Linked DNA regions of Mus musculus: all the other regions are linked to region 1. Evidence: chromatin contacts called from public HiChIP or PLAC-seq data. All regions are on one chromosome and are shown on one strand. The core of a region is the stretch at or near the end of the contact, and the rest is flanking DNA. Distances in the headings are between cores, read along the strand shown. Region 1 overlaps Wdr37 (WD repeat domain 37). Region 2 overlaps Larp4b (La ribonucleoprotein domain family, member 4B). Region 3 overlaps Larp4b (La ribonucleoprotein domain family, member 4B).

Region 1 (3,432 bases), core at 637-3,136:
TGGTATTGTGTTAAGAATGTACACTAGACTTAGTGTTAATGTTTGAATGCATTGCTATTTTGGGATAGAATAAACATTTTTCAGTGTAAAAAAGCTCCGTAATTTGGAGGCACAGGGTTAGAATGTTATGGATGATGTCTTAGTTACGGTTTCTATTGCTGTGAAGAGACACCATGACCATGGCAACCCATATAAATCATTTAATTGGGGCTGGCTTACAGTTCCAGAGGTTTAGTCCATTATCGTCATGGTGGGATGCATGGTGGGATGCATACTGGAGAAGGAGCTCAGAGTTCTACATTTTTTTTTAAAGATTTACTTATTATATGTAAGTACACTGTAGTTGTCTTCAGACACACCACAAGAGGGCATCAGATCTCATTATGGATGATTGTGAGCCATCATGTGGTTGCTGGGATTTGAACCCATGACCTTCAGAAGAGCAGTCGGCACTCTTAACCACTGAGTCATCTCTCCAGCCTGAGTTCTACATCTTGATCCACAGGCAGCAGGAAGTGACTGGCTTCGGCTTCTAAGACCTCAAAGCCCACTTACCTCCACAGTGGCACACTTCCTCCAACAAGGCCACACCTCCTAATAGTGCCATCCCTACAGGCAAAGCATTCAAACACATGAGTCTGTGGGGTGCCATTCCTATTCAAACCACAATTGGGTATTTGTGTCACTCCAAAATTTGTATGCTAAAGTGGCTTTAATTAGAGGCAATATCTTTAAGAAAAAGTAGTTCAGGTTAAATGAAACCATAGTGTGGGCCTGGTCTGATAATCTTAGTGTTGTTAAGACACCAGAGACCCTGCTTTCTTTTCCCCCCATTATGTGAAAGGCCAACTGGTTGCCAGGCAGGAAAAGATCTTAATCAGAAAGCAAACTTGTTGGTACCTTTGTCATGGACTTCTGCTCTCCCAAATTAACTTATGTCATTTCACCTTCTAAAACACGAGGTTTAGTCTTTTTTGAGCCCTGTTTTTTAATGTGGTCTCTGCAGTGGAAAAGATCCTGAATAAGGCCCAAACCATGTACATGATCTTAACTCTGTGTGTTGCTTATCTGAGGAGCTGAGGAGGTAGCTCCATCTGAGGTATTTTATTTTTTACTTATATATATATATATACATACACACATACATACACATTTGTTTTTCCCCCTTAGTGAAAGCACTGGGGAACTGTTATGCAGCATCCAAGAGAGCTATCCGCTGAGTTTTCCTATGGATCACCATTGAGAATAGTTACGTGGGAAGTGCAAGACAGGCAGGACAGTGTGTCAGGTGTCACATACAATATTCTTTGTTGAAGCTATGTTCAGTACCTAGCCAAAGAGATCCTTGTCCACAGAGCCATCCAGAACTGTGCAGCAGTCCAGGTATAGGGCTGTAAGACTTCTCTGGGGCAGGTGTGGGAGCTGAGAAGCCTCATGATAAAGAACCAGGCCTGTCTGAAGAGTTCTACCAGAAACAGCTCAGGGCTCCAGTGTTACTGCATCGTTCCCAACAGGCATTTCCGGTGATTGTAGCGGCCCTTCCTGTCTTGATATGTTTATATGCTGGGAGTCATTATTCTCTTGACCAGCACAGCCTGGGAATGAAGCTCTCATCTCATGCAGAAGGGAACCGGTTTTGCCAGCCTTTAACCTTTTCACAGTTTTTCAGGCTCCTCATTTTTTAGCTAGTTGAGCTAATCTAGCGGCGGCCCATTATGGCTCCCTTTTCATGATTCACCATGAGTCCTCTTTCTAGAGTAATGGATAGGCTGATATGTCAGTGGCTCCCTTGGCTTTTGAGATAGAGTTCTTTCTTTGCAGGGCTTCTCTTGTCCTCCTGCTGTTTGCTTTTGAAACTGCTTCACTGTTTAACTCTGAGTGGCCTTGAAATTCTGGTAGCCCTGCCTCCTCCAAAGTGCAGGGTTATAGGCATGAGTTGTTATATGCGTGGACTAGAGGGTCTGATTTGGTCTCCCTTTGTAAACCTTTCTAGGATTAGTTTTGATACTCTTTCTGCACTCTGGCCCATACTGATCACAGCTATGCTTAGAGCTTTCCTCTGCTAGGCTGTACCTGTTTTCCCCAAGCTCCCCTTCCTTCGCCTGTCACTCACCTGTGGCTTCCTAGAAGAGTTACACTACCCTGTGTACTGTCGTGCACCCTGCAGTCTTAGCAGATGTTAGCGTAGTCTGGCAATTCCTTGTTCTGTCAGTAGAGTTCTACTTCCTGTTCTTGATGGGTTCTGCAGTGCTTCTCTTTCCTCAGAACAGCTCTAACACCAGCACACGTTTGTCGCAGCGCCCTCCCAGAACTATTACCCCACTGACACCAACATCTTAGCAGTGTCTGTGAAAATGCACTCTTTTCCCTCCCGAGTCCCACTTGTCTCGCTTAGTGTCCCCACAACTCTGCTTGTCCTCAGTCCTCGTGCTGCCTTCATGGTTGCTCGTCCAGTAGACACTGAAGCTGCTTTTGGAGACTCTAACACACCCTTTCTTCCTGTTTCTTCCTTCCCTCAAATCTTGGGTGGTTCTCGGATGCTCTACCCGCTGGTGTGTGAGTATGCTGCCTAACTGCTGTTTCCTGTACTAGTCTAGTTGGTCTCATTCAGCATCTATGACGTTAAGGACCAGCTGTTGCTGTGGGTCTCAATTTGCATACTGACTTTACTCTTAACTCCAGACTTCAGTTGTCGTCTAATCAATACCTTGCTGGGATGTCCTGGGTTTTGGGTGTACCCTAACCTGTTGCTCTTATCCAGTTGCTCATCTCAGCTGTGCCGTCACCAGTCACTCAGGAGTTTGGACCGTAGACTTTAAATTGTCTTCAGTGTGTGTGTTCCATGTGTATATATACCTGCTGACAAATTCTGCAGCTTTCCTGAGGGCAGAAGTCAGTCTTCTTACTACTACCCACACCTAGACTTCTCTTTCCTCTAGGGAGATTTCCCTGGTTTTTCCTGCAGCTAGTGGCTTCAGCATCAATTTGTGTTAGCACAGTCTGTAGACTGGAAGTCTAAGAACAAGGTACCAAGGGTTGCTTTATTCTAAGGCCTCTATCCTTGCCTAGCAGGTGGTTACTTTGTCACTGTGCCCTCGAATGATCTTTCTTTGTATGTGTCTCTATAGTAATTGTTTTTTACTGCAGTGCATCAGTCATGGTAGACTGGGCCCTACACTCGACCCAATTTTAATTGCCTCTTAAGGGCCTTTTTTTTTTTACTAGGGTCACATTCTGAGGTCTTGCAGTTGGGGCTTTGGCATGTGCGTGTGTGGTGGGTGACACAGTTCAGTGCATAGCAGCCTCCTCTCGTTTTCCTGTGTTTACTTCAGGTAACGAGTCTCTGCTCAGAAGTGAGGATTTTTCTACCCCATGCAGAGTAGAGCAGAGTCCTTTCCATGGCCTCCCAGGTTTTCCATAGCACCTGCTACA
Region 2 (3,432 bases), core at 698-3,197, 320 kb before region 1:
AGTGGAGAAGGCACATCACAGCAGAGAGACGCTGAATAGCCATCACACATCAGCCAGTGAATCCATGAGTAACAGGAGAGCCAACTGGCCTTCCTGCTGACAGAAGACATTCCAGTGACCCAGACAAAAGGCCAAATGAGCCACAATATTCCCAGATGGCTATGGGAATGATGTGTAACAAGGCTCCCTCTTTTCAGTCCTGTGGGAGTGAGAGAGGCAAGGAAGTTGTACATGCTGACAGAGGTTGGCATGTGACGCACAGGAAAGAAGTATCCCCCCTGACACCAGAGCACAGGTGAAGTAGCAGGCTCTGAGGCAGAGGATGCAGAGAGGTAGCCAGAAGACCCAGCTACCAGCACACACAAGAGGGTTCACCTAAGTCAAACAGCTTCCCATTGAAGGAAGATACAATTTAGGACATGCCAGCTACAGAAGTCAATGCCCAGCACTGAAGCTTTTAATGGTCCAGCTGACTCTCCACCAGGGACTACTGTAGCTTCTGACTATTATGACATGGTTACTCAATGTTTTAAGCAAGTACCGAAAATGTATTATTAAGAGTAAATCATTCTTTTCAGATTACTATTGTTTGTTGACAATGCACCTGGCCATCCAAAAGCTCTATGGAAACAGATTAATAACATGTTAAAAACAAAAACCAAAAAACAACCTAACAACATGCATTCTGCAGTCATGGGCCGAAAAATAATTTTAACTTTTGGGCTTTAGTGTTCAATAAATGGACTTCATAGGAACTGGGTAGATGATGGTCAGTCAGAAAATGCTTGATGCCCAATCATTAAGACCTGAGCTTCAGCCACAGAACCCGTATTTTAAAAACCATGCACTGGAGCTAGGGAGATGGTTTTTGTAAATTGCATGAGGCCCTGAGTTTGAATCTCAGGATGCATAAAAGCCAGGTGCAATGGCTCTGCCTGTAACCCCAGTATACACAGGGAGCAACAGGCAGATCCCTGGAGCTCATTAGCCTGCAAAGGTTGCCAAAGTGTCAGCTCCAGGTTTAGTCACAGACAAAGGTGGAGAGTGAGAGAGGAAGATTGTCTCTGGCCTCTATGTGCATCACCCAAAGATGTATATCTGTACATACGTAAGAACATTAGAGGCACGGACCCTCTAAAATAAAAATGCCAAGTGGTTATGTTTACAATCCTGGTATTGGGGTATTTGGGACAAGGGAAGCCCTGTAGTCAACCAGCCTGGCCTAAACTGGTGAGCTCCAGTTAAATGAGAGAAATTGTCCTCAAAATGAAGGGACATGGGACAAGAGCAAGACCCAAAGTTGATAAACATAATACACATAGCCTTCCCCAACACACACACACAAAACAGTCGTAGACAACAGCAATCCTCTGAAAGAGAAAGTCAACTGAGCGCCTTTGGAAAGGCCCAGCGTCTCAGGTGCTGCTAAAACGCCTGCGGTTGGTGAGAGGCCGTCGGAGGGCAACAGTGATGGATGGATGGGGGTTTCATGGGAGGAAGTGACTTCGGAGCTCTGGAAGCAGGATGAGATCTGAGATCAGCCGGCTTCACGATCCTCCTAACTGTACTTATCCACCCTTCAATAGTTTAGGGAGCTGCTTCGTACAGATCAGCAAAAATATGGTTTCTGAGATAGAGCTACTAATGACTCAGGTCTTCCAGTGGTATGGATGGACAACAAAAGGTTAAGACTACCACTGGGCGATTAGGCAGTAGCAGGGGGTGAGATCTGTGAGTAAAATAAACAGCAGCATATGCTTTTAAAACAAAGAAACTAGACAGCACTGTCTTAGTCTTGGGTATCGCACACCTATCCTAACCTTCAACACTTTGAATCACCCAGCACACTAAACAAAAGCCTGTGTGGCTTGCTTTGCCACGATACCTGCTTTATCGTGCTGCTTTAGACCAACACCTGCTGCACCTCAGAGGTGTGCCTTTGGTCTGACTCTGTACCAAGGAAGAGGAATCAACAGTCTTGAGTTTCAGTTTTTCATTAATCATGCTGCATAAGTATGTGTGGAAAGCTTAAGAGTTTTTTCATTTAAACATTTCAAAATAGGTAAAAAGAAAAAGCCTAGGCAGGCTGAAGTTTTGCTTAGCATTTGTTAGAGGAAAATCCTGACAGGCTTCATCGCATTAGCAACAGGCCTAGTTAACACGGGGCAGGGCGCAGACCCTGAGGCCGCCTGTTTCTTTCCTAATCTCACTTCTTTAGAGGAAGTATAAACGGCAGGAGAAGAGACGGTGAGCAAAAAGGAAGCTGCATTAGAGGCTACAGGAAGAAGTACAGTCGCTTACACTCAGTGTATGGAAATCACCCTAGATAATGACAACACACATCAAGACTCCAAGAACTACTTGCTCAAGAATGGAAATAATGTGGCAATAGGAATTGCTCTATAAGAGCAGCTTTTGTTTCTAATTACATTTAGTAGAAACGGAATTTAAATGCTGGCGTGTGTGGCTATGTGACTCACATCTGTCTACTATATCCCAATGCCAGCTCCAGTCCGGTTTCTTTAATTTGTGTGGAGTACTAGGCAGAGCCAGGACCTGTTTATGCTAGGCATGCACTCCACAGCTGAGCCGCATGCCCAGTCCTTCTTACTACCAGCCCTAAAGAAAGCAAGGCCAGGAACCCACGAGACACACCTTAGAGCCCAAGTCTGTGCAGGGCAGTGACCTCGAGGGCCAGGGCTAACTGCTAAGGTGAAACTGTATGCAGGAAGAGCAGGTTAGAAACTGTACAGCTCCTAAAATACCAGCTTAGTTTTATGAAAGAAAATGTCATTCGTTTAAGAAAAAAACAAAAAACAAAACAAAACAAAAAAAACCCTGACTATCCTGAGGAATTAAGGAAAACATTGTATAGCCTTCTATTTGATTTTTCTGAAGTGTATTACGATATAATTATAAAAATCTAAGTTGAAACTTAAAATATTAATAGTTCATGATCCGTACATGATATCTGTTTGACAAAATATGTGAGTGACTTACCTTCCTCTCCCTAAACCAGGAGAGGATTCAAGACTACTTGGCTCCACACGCCCAGTTCCAATCTCTCTCTTGGCATAAGCTGAAGGGTTTTGTATTCGTGTTCTAGTTTGCCCTGCTTGCCTCGTCTGTGGGCTCCGGACACCATTAATTAATCGATCTGCAGTGAAGTTAAATATTGAAGGACTTTCTAGCAGCCCAGGCCCTCTCTCTGTACTAGGAATCGCATGGCGCAGATGAGACTTACTAGGATTCCTGCAAATGAGATGTTTGTATATGCTGAGTTATAAAGCAATCAAGGAGTATAGAATGAACATGCTAATGTGAACTATGTATGTCAAGATCTGCTTCCTACTGAATAAACACACGGTAAACGCTTCCCCCAAAGCCTTCTCTGAGGAGAATCTCCTCCTCACTGCTGGCATCCATTGGGGG
Region 3 (3,432 bases), core at 514-3,013, 300 kb before region 1:
TATTAAAGGCATGCGCCACCATGTCCAGCTTCAGAATAGGATTTTTAAAGAGCTAGATAAATGCAATTATCACACTTGTAAGGACAACTTAAGGCTTAAACAAATTCAGGAGGGACTGGTCAGGTCACGAGGCCATGATAAAGGCACAGAACAGTGCTCTGAAGGACCTTGATGGAAGGACATAGGTGTACAGAAGATACTGTGTAGGAATGATGGAGACTGGGGCTAGAGCGATGGCTCAGCAGTTAAGAGCACTGGCTGCTTATTCAGAGGTTCTGAGTTCAATTCCCAGCAAACACCTGGTGGCTCAGAGCCATCTGTAATGAGTTCTGATGCCCTCTTGTAACATGTAACATGTACATGCAGATAGAGTATTGACATGTACAAAGAGTATTCATATACAAAATTAATAAATCTTAAAAAAAAAAAAGCAGAGCTCTTCTCCTTTCCTCCTCCGCCATCATGCATGCTACGCCTGATTCTCACCATGTCTGCTCACAAGACTTTCAGAATCAAGTGATTCCTGGCCAAGAAACAAAAGCAAAATCGTCCTATTCCTCAGTGGATTTGGATGAAAACTGGTAGCAAAATCAGGTACACCTCTAAGAGAAGACACTGGAGAGAACGAAGCTGGTCTGTAAGGATTCACACAACGGCAAGACTGAGAGTTTATACTGAACTGTGGTCATCCATCAGACCTACCAGATGGAGTTCAACATTTTTAACCCGGAGTCTTGCTCATGTCTAAATTAGAGTGTTTGTCCAGCCATAAAATTTAGAACCTTTAAATAACAACCAGAATGACGGGAACCTGATGTAGCCCAGACTGATGTAGCAGTGCAGGAGGTTCACGATGGTGCGGATACACAGACAGTAAGCACAGCAGGCAAGCGAAGACTGTGCACGGTAGGAGAGGAGAGCTCATGAGGACAGGCTGCTGTGGGCGGGACTGACCGACACCAGTGAGACTCCAGTGAGTCACCACCAGCAGGAAGCAGATACAAGGACTGAGGCTACTTATAAAAAAAAAAAAAGTAAAATAAACGACCCAGTATTTTCCTTGGCATGAATGAGCACCACTCCTCAATTCTAACTATTGAACTATTAAGAAATCAATGGGGCCGGGCATTGGTGGCGCACACCTTTAATCCCAGCACTTGGGAGGCAAAGGCAGGCGGATTTCTGAGTTTGAGGACAGCCAGAGCTATACAGAGAAACCCTGTCTCGAAAAGACCAGGAAAAAAAAAAAATCAATGGGACGTCAGCAGGCTGTCAAGGACAGCAGCTACAATGTGAAGTTTCTTTGTCACCAAGTGTGCATTCCTGTCACATGATGAAAACAGTGCTTCATCTTCATCAATTTCTACTCACTCTTTAATATAAGCATGGTGGTGGAAAATACGTCAGAAGACTTTCAAACAGGAGTACCCCAGTACACGGCTGCTCCTTCTCAAAACTGTTAAGATTATAAAAACAAAGTCTAAGCACTGTTAAGAGTGAGGAGCCCAGAACAGGATGATGACTAAGTATAATGTGGTGTTCAAGGCAGAAAAAAAGACGTTAGGAAGAACATGTCATTCCTCATTCAGGTTTGTGGTAAGAGGAGAACAGAAAAGGCTGGTTGACAGGTGTGGTTCCTTCTGAGGGCAACTGCTGTCAAGGTAGATAGCGTGCTCTGCATTCTTGACAACGGGTCTTTCCCACTTCCTTCTGCCAGAAGCACCAGACAGTCTCTAATAGTCACTGTGAGGCCCCAAGCAAGCTCTTGAAAGTAAAATTCAGTCACAGTGCCCAGTAGTTTCAAACTCTCTTCCTGTCTCCCCGGAGCCTAACTACACTTCCAGTTTCCTACTGGCTCTGGTTCTCTGCTGTGGGTATCTACTCACCTCTCTGTCTACTCTATAGTTACTTTGTGACCTTACTCTTTTGCCTAGAGCTGAGGGTATTTTAGACCTGTTAGCTCCTCGCATGCTCAAGCACGCTCGAATACACGGACATCTTCAGGATTGCTCTGTTTTTGCTGTGAATTCTAACACACTCTTTAAATGGGTATCTGTATCACCGCATCCAAGGTTTTGATAGCCTAACAGAAGATGAAGCGTGCTGCCAAACAGTGTCTTCGTTCGGCACATGACACGGCACTGTCCTGACCTAACCACAGCTGGGCTGACCTGTGCAATATTGAGTCTGTTATTGTTTCACTCATCATGAATGGGAGGGAGAAATGCATGAAGGCCTACCCCTTGATGTTACTAGGTGCTAGGAGAGGGGCTATATAAACAATAGACCACTGATAAGCAGCGAGCATGCCAGTAACTAAGCCCCAATTTCGTCAAACTCAGTGGGTAAGACACCAGAATGATTGCTGGGAAGGAGAGGGGTTTTTGGGGGAAGGAAGGGTGGGAGGTAATGGGGTTGAAACAACTCAAACATCAGTACATACATGTATTAAACTGTCAAAGAATAGTAAAGAATAACATCTTAAAAGAATAAAGATGCTGGAGACACTGCGGAGATTCAGGCTGGGATCCCCGTGAGCTCTGCTTGAGGTGGCCTGGCCGGCGGCCTGCTCTCCTGCCTGTACTCCTGGGAGACTCTGGCCCACTGCAGTAGGAGCTCTCACAGTGGCTCCTTCTCAGCCTTCCCTTCATCTGCTTCCACCCCAGTGCTGAGGACTGAATCCAGTGCAGATGTTAACACTTTACAAACTGATAGGTTTTATAAATCACACCAGAAACAAAACTGGAGGTAAGGAACCATTTTCCCATTACCCACAAGCATTTCGCATTGGCATACACCCTAACTTCAAAGGAGAAGGTTTTTGTTTTCTTCCAAAAATAGCTTTAAATACCTGTTTACAAAGAACAAACTTTTGATTTAGAGTTTCCAGGCACACTTTAACATGTTATTTTACTTTTTGATATTATCTACTTGGTGCCTTTTGCAGCCTCTGTTCCCAGGTTAAGATTTAAATGCACCCTACACTCTCAGCTATCTCTGACTCCTTTCATTACTAGAGGACCCCACCACCCACTTATGCAATGCCTGTTACTCTCCCCTTTGAAATCTACTGTAAATGTCTAGCACTCTTCCCTGGTTCTGCCATCAAAAAGTCAACTTCACCATTACTCTAGTTTATCCCAACTATTAACCAGTTAGTGTTAGGTTAATGAGGAAGAGCTGATCAAGTCAAATTGCTAAATGCTGGTGAACCCTTTCTTAAATGGAGGTTTAAATCACTTAAATTCAAGATGGCTAATTCATATTTACTAGAAAGTAATGAGGTTTGATTTTTTTCTTTCTTTTATACATTCTTACCTTATTCACTTGACCAGTTTTAAAAAGACCTAGTGTTTAAAAAACATATTTCCTACCTAAGTGGCGATGCTTAATTTTGTCATATTTGAGAGTCTTAAACTAAATGAGGTTGTC

The links. HiChIP or PLAC-seq counts read pairs in DNA pulled down with a chosen protein or histone mark.
Region 2: a contact with region 1 is called in an H3K27ac HiChIP or PLAC-seq map of microglia, with 6 times the contacts expected there. The contact joins two enhancer-like sites. A contact is called at or near these places in 5 of 484 Hi-C or Micro-C datasets (the Ba/F3 cell line, the C10 cell line, CD8 T cells and 2 more), 1 of 115 datasets of contacts at active chromatin or transcription factors (microglia) and 2 of 9 other capture datasets (adipose tissue and liver).
Region 3: an H3K27ac HiChIP or PLAC-seq map of microglia shows a contact between it and region 1, with 7 times the contacts expected there. The contact joins two enhancer-like sites. A contact is called at or near these places in 2 of 484 Hi-C or Micro-C datasets (CD8 T cells and liver), 2 of 115 datasets of contacts at active chromatin or transcription factors (epiblast stem cells and microglia) and 2 of 9 other capture datasets (adipose tissue and liver).

What each region holds. Positions count from the first base shown.
Region 1 is chr13:8,838,240-8,841,671 of GRCm38.p6, reverse strand. All of the region lies in intron 9 of Wdr37 (WD repeat domain 37), which reads left to right. Among named protein-coding and RNA genes, the nearest start is that of Wdr37, 31 kb to the left of the region's middle. Within about 2 kb of position 1,886, at least 38 of the 459 cell types and tissues checked have an H3K27ac peak or open chromatin away from gene starts, as enhancers often do. A contact at or near this core is called in microglia, where this site is marked.
Region 2 is chr13:9,158,371-9,161,802 of GRCm38.p6, reverse strand. Larp4b (La ribonucleoprotein domain family, member 4B) reads right to left here. Exons shown (of 18, transcript NM_172585.3): 13 at 3,001-3,252. Among named protein-coding and RNA genes, the nearest start is that of Larp4b, 66 kb to the right of the region's middle. Within about 2 kb of position 1,947, at least 35 of the 459 cell types and tissues checked have an H3K27ac peak or open chromatin away from gene starts, as enhancers often do. A contact at or near this core is called in microglia, where this site is marked.
Region 3 is chr13:9,137,937-9,141,368 of GRCm38.p6, reverse strand. All of the region lies in intron 5 of Larp4b (La ribonucleoprotein domain family, member 4B), which reads right to left. Among named protein-coding and RNA genes, the nearest start is that of Larp4b, 46 kb to the right of the region's middle. Within about 2 kb of position 1,763, at least 95 of the 459 cell types and tissues checked have an H3K27ac peak or open chromatin away from gene starts, as enhancers often do. A contact at or near this core is called in microglia, where this site is marked.